Regions from separate parts of the Danio rerio genome. Here all the other regions are linked to region 2. The links are chromatin contacts, called in public HiChIP or PLAC-seq maps. All regions are on one chromosome and are shown on one strand. Each heading gives the region's core, a stretch centred on a gene start, on an enhancer-like site or on the middle of the called end of the contact. The rest is flanking DNA. Distances are from core to core; before and after follow the strand shown. Region 1 has its middle 84 kb from the start of acss2. Region 2 holds the start of mtcl2 (microtubule crosslinking factor 2). Region 3 has its middle 65 kb from the start of acss2.

The links. HiChIP or PLAC-seq counts read pairs in DNA pulled down with a chosen protein or histone mark.
Region 1: an H3K4me3 HiChIP or PLAC-seq map of pancreas shows a contact between it and region 2, with 9 times the contacts expected there. The contact joins the enhancer-like site here to the promoter of mtcl2 in region 2. A contact is called at or near these places in 3 of 18 Hi-C or Micro-C datasets (caudal fin, hematopoietic stem cells and skeletal muscle) and 3 of 4 datasets of contacts at active chromatin or transcription factors (caudal fin, embryo and pancreas).
Region 3: a contact with region 2 is called in an H3K4me3 HiChIP or PLAC-seq map of embryo, with 5 times the contacts expected there. The contact joins the enhancer-like site here to the promoter of mtcl2 in region 2. A contact is called at or near these places in 5 of 18 Hi-C or Micro-C datasets (caudal fin, embryo, hematopoietic stem cells and 1 more) and 4 of 4 datasets of contacts at active chromatin or transcription factors (caudal fin, embryo, gastrula embryo and 1 more).

The regions. Positions count from the first base shown.
Region 1 is chr23:9,444,477-9,448,944 of GRCz12tu, forward strand. No RefSeq gene overlaps it. Among named protein-coding and RNA genes, the nearest start is that of acss2, 84 kb to the left of the region's middle. Within about 2 kb of position 2,400, at least 9 of the 62 cell types and tissues checked have an H3K27ac peak or open chromatin away from gene starts, as enhancers often do. A contact at or near this core is called in pancreas, where this site is marked.
Region 2 is chr23:9,619,050-9,623,995 of GRCz12tu, forward strand. It overlaps mtcl2 (microtubule crosslinking factor 2), which reads right to left and starts at 3,196. Exons shown (of 15, transcript XR_012399001.1): 1 at 2,068-3,196.
Region 3 is chr23:9,425,256-9,429,731 of GRCz12tu, forward strand. No RefSeq gene overlaps it. Among named protein-coding and RNA genes, the nearest start is that of acss2, 65 kb to the left of the region's middle. Within about 2 kb of position 1,971, at least 16 of the 62 cell types and tissues checked have an H3K27ac peak or open chromatin away from gene starts, as enhancers often do.

The DNA of each region.
Region 1 (4,468 bases), core at 1,150-3,649, 180 kb before region 2:
TATTTTCAGCATCTGTTGTCCCGCTGCCCAAACCACCTTGTTTTCTACCCGCTGCACCCGTTCACACTAACTGGCGGGGGGAGAACCAAACCGAAAACCACCTACCTATACAGAATCCTATACAGCTGTCTGTATAAACACACACACACACACACACACACACACACACACACACACACACAGACAGCACAAAGCTCTCTCTTTCATTCGTGCACACACATACACACACGCACACACACACACAGCAACAAACAAGCTAAACGCAGCATCACGCTGTCTCATTCACACACATACACACGCGTGCTCGCTCGCTCGGGAGTCTGGATTGACATTGTTAGAACGTCTGCTCCCATCCAAAATTAAACCAGTTACCGACCGCTCCCGCGCTTTATCCGGAAATTTATTCCCGCGCCACAGAAATCTGGTCGGGTCCTGTGGTTCGAGAATGCAGACCTCTACTACATGTCGCGTAGCACAAGCTCTGTGATTGGTCTGCTTGGCAGCGGTGACGAACGTAAGCAGTGCTTAGAGCCGCCAGCCTGATACAGTGAGTGTTTACAAGTGTTGAGTCCCGTAAAGGAGCCCCAAATGAAAACTTTTTGAAAATGAAAATGAAAAGTTGTTGCATGTCCGCAGGTTCCCGCCTCTAAATGTGCGAGTTTTAGCTACTTGTCTTTTAGCACAGGATATTCAGCAATTTAACAAGAGGCAATACACACAAGAAGTGCTAATTATAAAAAAGGATCTGTTAGAGCTCAGAGAAATAAGTGCTAGTGTAATTCAAATAAAGTGTCTGGTACATATAGAGAGAAAAGTTTTTCTTCAGGTGGTTTGTCAAGCCCACTCACCTGTGTGAATCACACCTCATAAATGCAGTTTTTTTTTTATAGATCTAGAATGATTGTAAGAAAATGTCTGGTGCAAATGTGCAAAACTGGTGCAAGTAACTGTTTAAGTGTCATAGAGGTGAAAGAGTGCTTTTTCTACAGGTGGTTTGTCAAACCCCCTCACCTGTGTGAGGCAGACTCATAATGGTTTGATGTTTTCCTGTGGTGTAGTGGTGTCACAATCACCCGCAATCTAGTCCATACAGATGACAGGAAAACTACAAATCTGCCACCAAATGAACTACGAATCCTGTCATGCACTACACACTCACACCTGTTCTGGTTCTTCTTTGATTACACACACACAACTGGGAACTGCTCAAAGACTTATTACATGGACCAAATATGCAGCACAAAAACACACTTTGCTGAGTCTTGTTTATCTGTTTTAGTGAGCATTACGATGTGTGTTCCTTGCCTTGTCTAGCCATCTTTGACCCTTGCTTTGTTTCATTGTTTACGTAGTGTGCCGCCTGGACTGATCTCTTTGCCTGAGACCCGACTACTCTGTTTGCCTTACCTTTATGTACTCGATTGCTTCTGTGTCTGACTATTGCCTGTCTGACTATTTCTTAATAAAACCTGTCAGTGTCCCTCACATGACAGATGGGGAGGAGCTGGGACTGTTCATAATATTTCAGAGTAGGGTAAGATGATTGCTTACTGTGAAAGGAGCTTGTGGAAAGAAGCTGTTGAGTAGTTTAGCTGAGCGGGCTCTACTACCCTGGAACCATCCTTCTCATGACAACGGCTGGAAGGGATGGGTGGAGTCTTTCACAATACTGGTAGTTTTGCTGTAGCACGGAGTGAGACACTGATGATATTCTTAACTGTGTTGACATGGGTTAAGGTGATCGCGGAAGAATTTTAGCTTCGCTTAATCTAACTGGCTATAAAAAATAAAAGTCCTAATAACCCAATTTTATAGTTTCATGTTGATGAGTTCAAGTTCATTTACATACCAACAACTCTTCCCCAGATGTCTCTCTCTCTCTCTCTCTCTCTCTTTTTCCTTAAATTGCCTTTTTCATCTTGAGACTGTGATTTATTCTGCAGCTGAGGGGTTTATCTGCCATCATCAGATACAAAAAAGGAGGATTTCTGAGCAATTAGCTAATTGTGTGAGTGTCTGCAGCACAGATGTGAGTCCTGAGGTAATGGCTTCCCATCTACGCTCAAGCAGACTTGTGGGTAACTCTCTTTCTCTTGAACAAAAACAAGCACAAAGGAAGAGCTGTGATACACTTCGCTAAAGGTAGAGGGAGCTGCAGCTCTGAAGATCAACTTCTTTGAACGATTGTCTTTTTTTTTATTGTGTTGTGTTTGTTTCAAGAGGGAAATTGAGCTTAAATAGTTGCCAATTGGTTGAAACAGCGATTTTTAAAATTATGGCCTGACACTGAAGAGTTACTTGATAACAGATGCTACGTTTCCATTTCCTCAGTCTGTCTCTCTTTCTCTCCTGCGTGAAGCGAGAGCATTTTTCACAGGTTAGATCAATCTTCCCTCCATTGGCTCCCCCAGTGTGTCTGCATTAAACACATTCACACCGGCAGCAGTGCCCAGGGCGTAGATACTGTGTTATGGGTAATCCTTGATATCACATTTGAGTCTCTTAGAAACTCAAGCATTTATCTCAGTCAAACAAAAGGCAGGTCTGGTGATGGATTACAGTTAGAAGAACCGTGTGTCCTTATATGGCTCTTATGAACGCAGCTCTGTTGTTTTCCTCACTCGCAGACTCTCAGCTAGAGCGTATGAGAGGCTTTGTGCTTCTCTCTGGATGTTTTATTATTCTGGAGGTGATGGGAATTCTGTTTTGGCCAGAAACAATGTAAATCTTTGTCTCGGTATATCTCTCTCTTCTTCGCTCACGAATGCATCAGATCTCCTGCCCTGCCTGTCTAGAGAATGCCAGGCTGTTGCCGTGGAAACCAGGGCACGTTTGTGCTGCGAGCTCCTCCATCCCTGCTGAGCCCAGCAGTACAGAAAAAGAGCAAGACGGTAAAGCAGAACACCGGCTGAAAAACACAGAGGAAGAGCCATAGAGCTCTGGGGAGATCATCTGACTGACTACAGGAAATATTGAGCAGTTTTTGCATTATACATGTATATTTTTGCACTTTTTCTCTCTTCAAAATGTAAAAATGTTTTGTAAATTAAATTGGTTACATAGACTCATCGAGATATAACACATAAATCAGCCAATAGGTGTGTAGCAGTACATAGAAGTCAAGGTTTGATAACGGTACATCAATTCTGTACATCAATTTTTGGTACAAAATTCCGAGTTATGGTTTTTGTTTGTTTATTTTGAACAGGCAGAATGTTAACAAACAGCTACAGAAATGAATAGCTTCTTGTGATACGAAAATACAAAATAAGCAAAATAGTGAAATATACAACCGGGGCTCATTGTGGAAACGTAGCCCCGCGGACGTTTCTGCGGACGGCGATTTACGTCCCGGGAGGTACGTATTCAAGCGTTTTTTTGTTTTCGCGGATCCGCGAGAGGCCGCTGTGCGCGCTTTTTCGCGCGAAAAGCCGCCGGATCGAAAAAAAAAAAAAAAAGCAAAAGCCCTCGTCTTCGATTTCGACCTCGTTTTCGGATCCCGCCGCGTTCTCGCCCTTATTTTCCGGATTCCGTTTTTCGTCTTACCTGATTTCCGGAACCCGCTGTTCCCCGGACTCGATCCCGGTCGTCGTCCACCGCGGCCGACTCCGGCTTCTCCTCCTCCGGGGCCTCCGCTCCGCCGACGAAATGCTGTGAGCTAGGCGGACAAACTGATTGCGTCGGGAAAGCCCTCCACTCGGAGGCGAGCCGTCAGCCGGCGAGCGCGAAGAGGAGGGGCGGAGCTGCGCCACACCGCCCCGCAGCGTTCGCTCGAAAAAAACCAAACGCGGCCTTTACGTACCTCCGGCCACGTAAATCGCGGTCTCTAGAAACGTCCGCGGGGCTACGTTTCCAGAATGAGCTTGGGTTGGAAATATAAAACTTATTTTATAACTTATAAATTAGAGGAGACATTATGCATCCTAATTTGCATAATATCCATCCTAATTAGTATTTGAAAATAGATTCAGTATGTCCCAAATCATCTGCTTGCTAAGTGGTAAAGTGTTGGTGACCTATGTAATACTGTTTCCGGGTCCAAGCCGCCACTTATTCTTCTTCTTCTTCTTCAGCCTTAGTCCCTATGGTTGTCGGGTCAGCTCTTTGGAACAAGTCCTCCATTTAGACTTGTTCATATGATAACGACTTTTTTTTTTTTTTTACACATTACGGCCAGCCGCTTACCTGCTCTGTTACTCATAGCCTACCCAATTCACCTGTAGTATGTCTTTGGATTGTGGGGGAAACCGGAGCATCCAGAGGAAACCCACACAAACGCAGGGAGAACAAGCAAACTCCTCACAGAAATGCAAACTGAGCCAAGGTTCGAACCAGCAACCTTCTTGCTGTGACGCGACAGCACTACCTACTGCACCACTGCTTCACCCCATTTGAATTGAGAAAATATTCGTTTATAATCACTTTTTATTCATATCACACATTGAAGTGAATTTTATATAAAGTCATA
Region 2 (4,946 bases), core at 1,946-4,445:
GGGACCGAATATTTAGTGAATATCATGGTCCATGAAGATATTTTGGAAATGTCCAACTGTAAATATATCAAAAGCTCATTTTGATAAATCATGTGCATTGCCAAGAGCTTAAATTGAAAACTTTAAAGGTGATTTTATCAGTATTTATACTTTTTTGAAGATTCTAGATATTCAAATAGGTGTTATTCATTCATTTTCCTTTGGTTTAGCCCCTTTATTCATCAGGGGTCACCACAGCGGAATGAACCGCCAACTTATCCAGCATTTGTTTTCCACAGCAGATGCCCTTCCAGCTGCAGTATGGGAAAACATTCAGTTTATCTATGTCTGATGTCTATGTACCGTGGGGAAAACCGGAGCACCCGGAGGAAGCCCACACAACGCCAAGAACATGCTAAGTCCACACAGAAATGCAAACTGACCCAGCCAGGACTCAAACCAGCGACCTTCTTGCTGTGAGGTGACAGCACAAACCACTGAGCCACTGTGTTGCCCCTTCAAATAGGTGGATCTCTGCTAAATATTGTCCTGTTCTAACAAACCAAACATCAATAGAAAGCTTATTTATTCAGCTTTCTGGATAATGTATAAATCTCAGTTCCCTAAAGTTGACCCATGTGTTATGTTTGGGTTATGTTGTCCATAATCACTATTAAAATATATGACAGTAATAAAGATGATATATAAACAAGTTCACATGATCCCAGCCAACAACAAAATGACACAAATACTACAATACCGTACAGTATGTTCACTGTACATCTTGTTTTAGGATTCACTGTTCCGTTTGTATGTAAACTCGGGACGCTGAACCATCATCTGCATGAGAATCATTACGCTGCATTATTTTCCTCGAGACCATTTTACTACACAGTTTACATAATAGCGCCATGTTTGGAAAACACATAGCTGCAAAACCAAATAAACTATTTATACCTCAAACGTGTAAGAAATGCAGGCTGATAGATAGGGAGGGCCACCGCGTGCTGTCACACATTTCCAGTGAATATAGGTCAACTACTGCAGCGCGCGTCACGTGCTCGAGCGCGCGGATAAACAATGGAGTGAAAAGTGGGCGCGGGCGCTGTGCACTGCTGCAGCATCTGTGCACACAGCTGCATTACTCCAGCTACACCAGTGCAAGTGCAGCTTACACTGGGAATTTTAACGCTTTATATTTGGGATGACAGATGAATAGATTTGGTTTCGTCATGGTCTTGTGATAGTTTACGAAAACAGAAATTACAAAAGAATCACTGTTTATATATTACATATGACTCATAGTAATTCCGGAGAAAAGACAAGCCCGTGAAATAGTAAATAAAGATCTTATGCCTTGCAGCAGGATGAGTGAATACAGTATTTCAGTTTTAATGAGAAACACTGGCATGTCAAAAACACATATGTAGTAGATTATGATATCAGGCAGTGTTGCACTAGTTACTCAAAGGATTCAAACATTTCTTATTAGTTTCCACCAGAATAATCTGTATTATCTTAACTGGTGTGGCTACTAATTCTTCAAAACAATATTTTTATTTTTATAAGACAAATCAGCTATTCATCATTTGACCAAATTTCTAACACCTCTGGTTTTTCTTCTGACCTTGATATGATTCAGTAATTTGGTTTTAGGTGGTCTAAAAGTGTAACTGTACCTCTTTATTTGATTAAAACACTGATATAACGTTTTCACTTTGAGTGTATTTTAAGTTTATACTTAATTATAACTATAATCACTAAAAACAAAAGATTTTGAAAGCATTTTACTCTTATATTGCATTACAGAATTACCTACTGTGTGCCTAAAGCTAAATGTGGAGTTAGATTAAAGATTAGCAAAACTCGAAGGTTTAGCAAATTTCCTTGTTAGATTAAGTTTGGTTTAGTGACATGTTTAGGAGGTTTTTGATGCTGGGAAAGGATGTTTGGACCAGTGTTTTGCTTCTTGGTTGTTCAAAGCACCAACACATAGCTGGGTTTCCAATGAACTTTTGGTGGAAAACTTACTCCCATTTAAAATGTGCTTTGATTGTATACCATAAGAGAATATATCCATGATATTACCTTTAAATAATCATTCTCCGACCTGAGTTCCTCAATCTCCCTGACTAATTCCTCATTCATGCCGTCCATCAGCTCCTCGGTCAGGTCTGAAAAGGCCAGTGATGTGCTGGCGGGCATCCTGCTGTCCATCGAGGTGAGGGAGCGCTCCTCCCCGGGGGACACGCTCCCCTCTGCGGTCTCCATCCCCAGCGAGAGTCGCTCTTTCTCTGCGCTGGTCTTGGTGTGACCACTTTTGTCCAGTAATCCATGTTCAGCTGCCGCTTTGTCGCCGTCGATCCCCCCGCGGCTGCTAGTCTCCGTGTCGCTACTAAGCGCGTCTGTGGAGACTTTATTCTCCTCGGAGGCGCAGTCGGAGAGCTCGGAACTGCTGTCGGTGGGTGAGAGTTTCCCCGGTGCGCATCCGGAGTCCTTGCTTAAATCATCCGATCCGATGCTGGCATCTGAAACTTTTCTCCGGCCGCTTTTATTAGACTTTACGCTGCTCTTCTGAGCACCGGTCGCTGACAGCGCGGGTTTGCCGGTTGGTTTATTCTTTTCTGTTTTTGCGTCTTTCCCGGTAACGGGGCTGCGTCTGGACACGCGGCCACCTAAATAAATGGCCCCCGGTTTAACGCTTAGTGTCGGCGTGCCGATACCGCCGCGGATTTTAGTGAGTGACCAGCCGGCCACATCTTTGGGTCGTGCAGGAGACGGTGCCCGGTGTATTTTCTTTTTCTCGGTAACTTGTAGCGGCGGCGCAGGCGGCGGCTGTTGTGTCGGTTGGTGCTGCGGCTGCGGCTGTTCTAGCTCGCCGGTGCTGCTCTCCATTTTCTGCTTTTGCCTCTTCTCCTTCGACGAGACAAAATGCGTCGGGGAACCGGTGTCAACCTTTGTCTTGGTCATTCATTCCGTTTACAAGACACAAATGAAGCCGAAATGTTCCTCCTTCTCCCCCCAAAAAACAGAAGTTGAGCTGGTTAGCGCTTCACACCAGGTCAGCCGACATCCAAATCATGGGAAATCCTAAAGGCAATGCAATTGCTTGGATTAAGATGTTTCTGTTTTCTCCAGTGCTCCTCGTCTGCAAGATATGTCCCCGGTTCTCGTGCAGAGTTGCTGCTGCTCGTCTGCTGAGTGCTGCTGGAGTGTTAGTTGGGTTTCTTTTTCCCCGCCCAAAATAGCGGCTCTGACCGTGACGAATGATCGGCGGAGAGCCTCGCGCGCAGCGCACTACTGCCACCAAGACACGGCGCACAATCTCTTCATCCTAAAAACAAAGATTGGTAATCGACTACCGGTTCAAATCCTGATCCATAATAAAATTAACAAAATGTTGGGGGTTCCCAGAACGTTTTCTTTAGGGCGCATAGCAATGAACGTCAGGTTTTAGGTGATTTCAGGTTGTTTCATAAAAAAAACTCCCAGTAACATTCTGGGAAGGTTACTTTTTGTTTCCCAAAAAATAAGAACCGCTCGACAACGTTCCTAAAGCATTTTTAATTGGTTTCCAAAAAACAACCAAATGGGAATTCGGAAACCATATGGGAATTAAACTTTATTAATTTATCGTTTTTACTGCCTATAAAAGATTTAACAGCCCATATAACACACATTGACCTACTGCCAGTGCTCCCACTGTATTGAGTAAGTTACTGCAATAACAACTTTCTTAACTGATATCTGATGAATAGCACTATTTTGAAACTTGTGACCCCGGGCCACAAATGGTAGGGTATATATTTGTGGGGAATAGTCAAAAGGCTACATTGTAAGAGTCAAAATGTAGATTTATTTTATTTCATGGTAAAAAAAAACTATTAATAAAAATATTTAAAAATTAAAGATCACCATCCATGAAGATGTCATGTAAAAAAATTAAATAAACTGTAATTATATATCAAAACAGTTTTTTCTCTCTCTCAAATAAGTGGCCTAATGTGCATTGAGCTTAATTTGGACAACTTTAAAACTTATATTCTCAATATTTAGATTGCAGATTTACAAACAGTTATTTAATAAACCATACATTAATGGAAAGCTTATTTAACTTTCTGGTTCTATTTTAAAATCTCAGTTTCAGTAAATCTGGTCTTTATGGTCAAGCAAGGGCGTAGAATTGGCATGAACGAAGGGGTGTTTCCACCAATTACTGAAATGTCCCTATCAATAATTTAATTTACTTCAAAGACAAATAATGCTCCATCAACCCTTAACCAACACATACACAAAGTCAAGTTTGCTACGGGTTCACCATAATACTAATAATAACCAAGGCTGCGCAATTAATCAAAATTCGGTTTAGATTCTGGCCTCTGTGATTATGAGAAACAATAATCAGGATAAAACAGTTCAATTGCGTCTCACACCTCTCTAAATTTCTCTACATTCATCAAAGCCGGACTGCAGTAAAATCATGTGAGTTGACTGTTGCATGTGATTGTTATCTGTATTATTAAGTATTAAATGTGCAAAACATAATTTGTGCTGTTCAATGAAGTTATAGGGATGTATGTCCCCACCAATGTCGAGAGCAAATCTATGCCCTTGTGGTGCAGGGTCACAAATTAAATACTGCAGAAAAAACTGCCACCACTTACTCTATATTTCAAACAGAATATCTAGCTCCCTCTATGTGTTTTTATTATACACTATTACGTAAACATCCTGGAAGTTTTGTTTAGATGTCTTCACAAAATCACTAAATATTCCTGATGTAAGAACATTGTTTGAAAAGCAACATTTATGTCATTGGATTTTCAGCTCTAAATCGTGCAGCTCCAGAGATACTGCCCTAATGATAACAGTCTCCACTTGTTATCTCTTCATGTGTGCTGTACTCAGCCTGGTTGTCTGCACCTCTGGAATGGGAGGCTGGATGATGCAGCAGGAATTTGAGCACT
Region 3 (4,476 bases), core at 721-3,220, 200 kb before region 2:
GGTTTTACTCTCTCCATGATGATCATATAAACAACAGGCTGTGTGTATTTCTATATTAACATTTTTTTTCCACACGCTCACACTATTTTCAAATGATTTACTTTACTCTTATTTTTATAATTACCTCTTCATTTCACTTTCCATTCATGCCTTCGTGTGCTTTCATCTTCAGGCAGCATTGATGTTTATTCTGTGACACCTGAGGGAGGCAGGAAGCCCCGTGTCAGGTTATAGTCGATATTCTCCAGGAGGTTTTGCAGTACAGCTGAAACCTCTTCTGTTGTGTCTGTTTGGCTGAAGGGCATCATGGCTTGTGTTTGTGTGCTCTGAGGTGAACTGCAGAGAGAGACAGGAGAAAAGCAGAATTCACTGTGCAGTTTCATTTGACTTCAGGGTCTCTCTTTGTTGCTGGCTGCGTTTTAATAAAATATAAAGCTTCTTTTGTTACTTTTTTCTCTTTTTTTGTTACTCATCCTGAAGTTTTAAAAACATGAAGACATTCCAGTTTGAAACTCCTATTGTTGTAATACATGAAGTTTACAGACTGTGATACAAGCATTTATTTATATAGCATTTAGCATTCATATTTTTTATTTTTGCAATTTATATATATATATATATATATTATGCAGCAGTGATGCATTTTAAATTATATATATATATTCTTTTTTAAAAGTAATCTATAATGAAAATCATATTTTGAAAGACTGTAAAAAAAAAAAGGATGTCGACTGTATGATGATTGAAATCACCAAACAACCTTAAACAATCACTAAATGGAACTAATGAAAAAATAAGGACCGAAGGAAGGAAGGAATGAACAAACTAAAGAAGGAAAGGAAGGAAGGAACGAACAAGCAAATGAATGAACAAAGGATCTAATGAGGGTAGGGACAAAAATTATGAATGAAAGAATGAATGAATGAGCGAACAAATGAAGGGTGGAATGAAGGAATGAACAAATGAATAAAGGAAGGACAGAACAAAGGACTTAATGAAGAAAGGAACAAAAATATAAATGAACGAAGGACCAAATGAATAAAGTAAGGATTCAAGAAAGAACTGAACAAACTAAGAAAGGAATGAACGAATGAACAAAGGACCTAATGAAGGGAGGAACAAAAATATGAATGAGCGAACAAATAAAGGGAGGAACGAAGGAAGGACCAAATGAAGGAAGGAACGAACAAATGAAGGAAGGACAGAACAAACAAACAATGGAAGAAAGGTTGAAAGGAACAAAGGAATATAGGAAGATCACTAAATGCACTACCGAATGATACGTTTACACATCCCTGTACAAACTGCATGTAAATGCAAAATGACTTTTTTACGGCGTAATACTTACTACTCAGTACTCACTTCTCTCCAGTACTTTTAAAAGGGTTACTTTTTACTCATACTTTGAGTAATATTCACAACAGGTGCTTTTATTCTACTTGCCATACATTTTTGGGCAAGTAATGGTACTTTTACTTGAGTATGATTTTTAAGTACTCCTGCCACCACTGATAGTATGACAGTATGTTGGCTTTCTCAGGCCACTATAATAAACCCAATTGTGTTGCATGTTTCATATCATTTAAATACGAAACTTATTTTATTTACTTCCAAGTAGGGGACATATGGCAGAAACATTCATGTCTGACAGCCAAAGAAAGCAGATGCTTATAGCTTGAAGGCCATCAAAAGTTTTGGCTATGGATTTATGATGATAAATGTGAATTGTGGTGATCTACTTTTACTCCAGCACCCACACAGTGTGGACTCAGCCTGACAGAAATATCACGTTGCAATTGTCTGTGTCACGGGCGACCCCACACACACCCCATTTATATCCTCAGGTTGAGCCTCCTGTTGAAGCTGTCTGGGCTGTTTCGTCTGGCAGACTGCGGGACACCCGGGGAGGTCTTGGGGATCGTGTGTGTGTGTGTGTGTTGGCGCAGCTGTCGTCAGCATTTGACCACTGAACATGTGCGGCACGGAGCTGCTGCCGTTGTTTCCTCTAATGGGCCTTCATTATGCACACACTTGTCACACTCCAGGAGAGAGACAGGCCTGGGACAGGTGGGAGAATGGAGAGACTAACAGATAGAGAGCAAGGGAACAAAAGAAGGCATGAGGGATGTGAGATACCGAGTGAATGTACATGCTAGGAATGGAATATAGAAATAAGATGGATAGATAGATTTAAAAAAACTTGGAGAAAAGGATGGAATTATGATCAAATTTATTGAAAAAAGGGGGAGAACATGTATAATTTCCTAATATACAAAATTAGGAATAAAGTTGACTATAGTTTGTGTACTCATTCTGAGATTAAATGTAGATACCAGAGATTTATAATAGATATTTAACAAATTGTGATGAGAAATTTGGAATTTAATAATAATAATATTTCCTTACATTTATATAGCGCTTTTCTGGGCACTCAAAGCGCTTTACACAATGGGGGGGGGGCGATCTCCTCATCCACCACCAGTGTGCAGCATCCACCTGGATGACGCGACGGCAGCCATTTTGCGCCAGACCGCACACCACACACCAGCTGATTGGTGGAGAGGAGACAGTGATGAAGCCAATTGAATATGGGGATGGTTAGGAGGCCATGATGGACAGAGGCCAGTGGGCAGATTTGGCCAGGATGACAGGGGTAAACCCCTACTCGTTTCGAAGGACATCCTGGGATTTTTAACGACCACAGAGAGTCGGGACCTCGGCTTAACGTCTCATCCGAAAGACGGCGCTCACTGAGCAGTATAGAGTCCCCGTCACTATACTGGGGCATTAGGACCCACACAGACCGCAGGTTGGGCGCCCCCTGCTGGCCTCACTAACACCACTTCCGGCAGCAACCTAGCTTTCCCATGTGGTCTCCCATCCAGGTACTGACCGGGCGCAGCCCTGCTTAGCTTCAGTGGGCGACCATGTGAGAGTTGCAGAGAGCTAGAATTTAGCTTTTATATAATGTTTACCCAAAACAGAAATATATATTTTTATATCAATATTATATTTTTATATATTAAAATGAAATGTTCACAATAAAATGACTATTGTGGACTAATTTGGAATAGGATTGCGTATGAATAATTTTTGAGGGATGCAGTTTTTAAGCTATTAATGATAAGAAAACTCTGGATAAAAATGAAATTCAGGAATAGCAAAGATTAATAACACTATGTGCAGACTGTTAACCTTTTTCCTCCTCATTAAAGCCTCTGTTTGCTTTTCTTTTGATGCCACTGCCGCCTAGAATCACTCGGGATATTAAAAACATCGCATCTGATTTGTCTTGCAGTATCCAGGTATTCCCAGTAAATCTCCACTGGATTTCCCCATTCATTTCCTCTCTGCAGCATGTCAAGAAGAGTGATGATATTCCCCTAAAAACCCAGTTTTAAATATGAGTAGAAAAATCCCTGCATCTTTCAGTTTCCCCTCTGCATTCTCTCTGCTGGAGTCTAAGGGGATTCTAAAGTGAAAATTAGGCAGATACAGAGTAATGGGCAAGAAAAGGAGAGAGCGCGGGGTGAATATGAACAGGAGAGCAGCTGGTGATCTCAGCTGGAAATCAGCAACCCCAATCACAGCACAGGCTGTTCGCTTCACTGTCTGGCCTTCAAACTCGCTCAGATTCACTCATAGCGCAGGTGTTTAATAGCTGCTCTTAGACATGTAAACAGAGATCATTTACTTCACTCCTCTAGCCCTCTTGTTAAAATCATTATCTATAATTCTGATGTCAGTGTAGAAGACCATGGGATTGAGTCATCAAGCTTTGCTGCATCAAGTGTCTGATATTGATATTCATAAGAATGTTCTGGGATGTTAAATTGTATCTACATTTAAAATAATGCAAGGCAAGGCAAGTTTTTTTTATATAGCACCGTTCATACACAGTGGCAATTCAAAGTGCGTTACATAAACAAGAATAAAAGAAACAAGTAAAATTAAAATAGAAACAAATAATAAAAATGAGTAAAAAAAACATAAAAACTGGTAAAATGTGATATAAAAGAATGAAGAAGAAGAGAAAACATAATAGTGCAATCTGTTGGACACAGCACAGTGCTCATTCAGTAAAGGCACAGCTAAACAGATGTGTTTTCAGTCTTGATTTGAACATGCCTAATGTTGGAGCACATCTGATCATTTCTGGAAGCAGATTCCAGCAGCGGGGGGCATAGTGGCTGAAAGCTGATTCACCCTGCTTTGACCGAACTCTTGGAACTTCTAGTTTATATGATCCTAAAGATCTGAGTGATCTGTTGGGTTTGTATTCAGTCAGCATAAATATAACATTTAGTGATTTATAGACCAGTAATAATACTTTAAACTCTATTCTGAATGTAACTGGCAGCCAGTGTAGAGACCTGAGGACAGGTCTGATGTGCTCTGATTCTGGATGTTCTGGATGAGCTGCAACTGTCTGACTGTCTTTTTAGGAAGACCAGTGAGGAGTCCATTACAGTAATC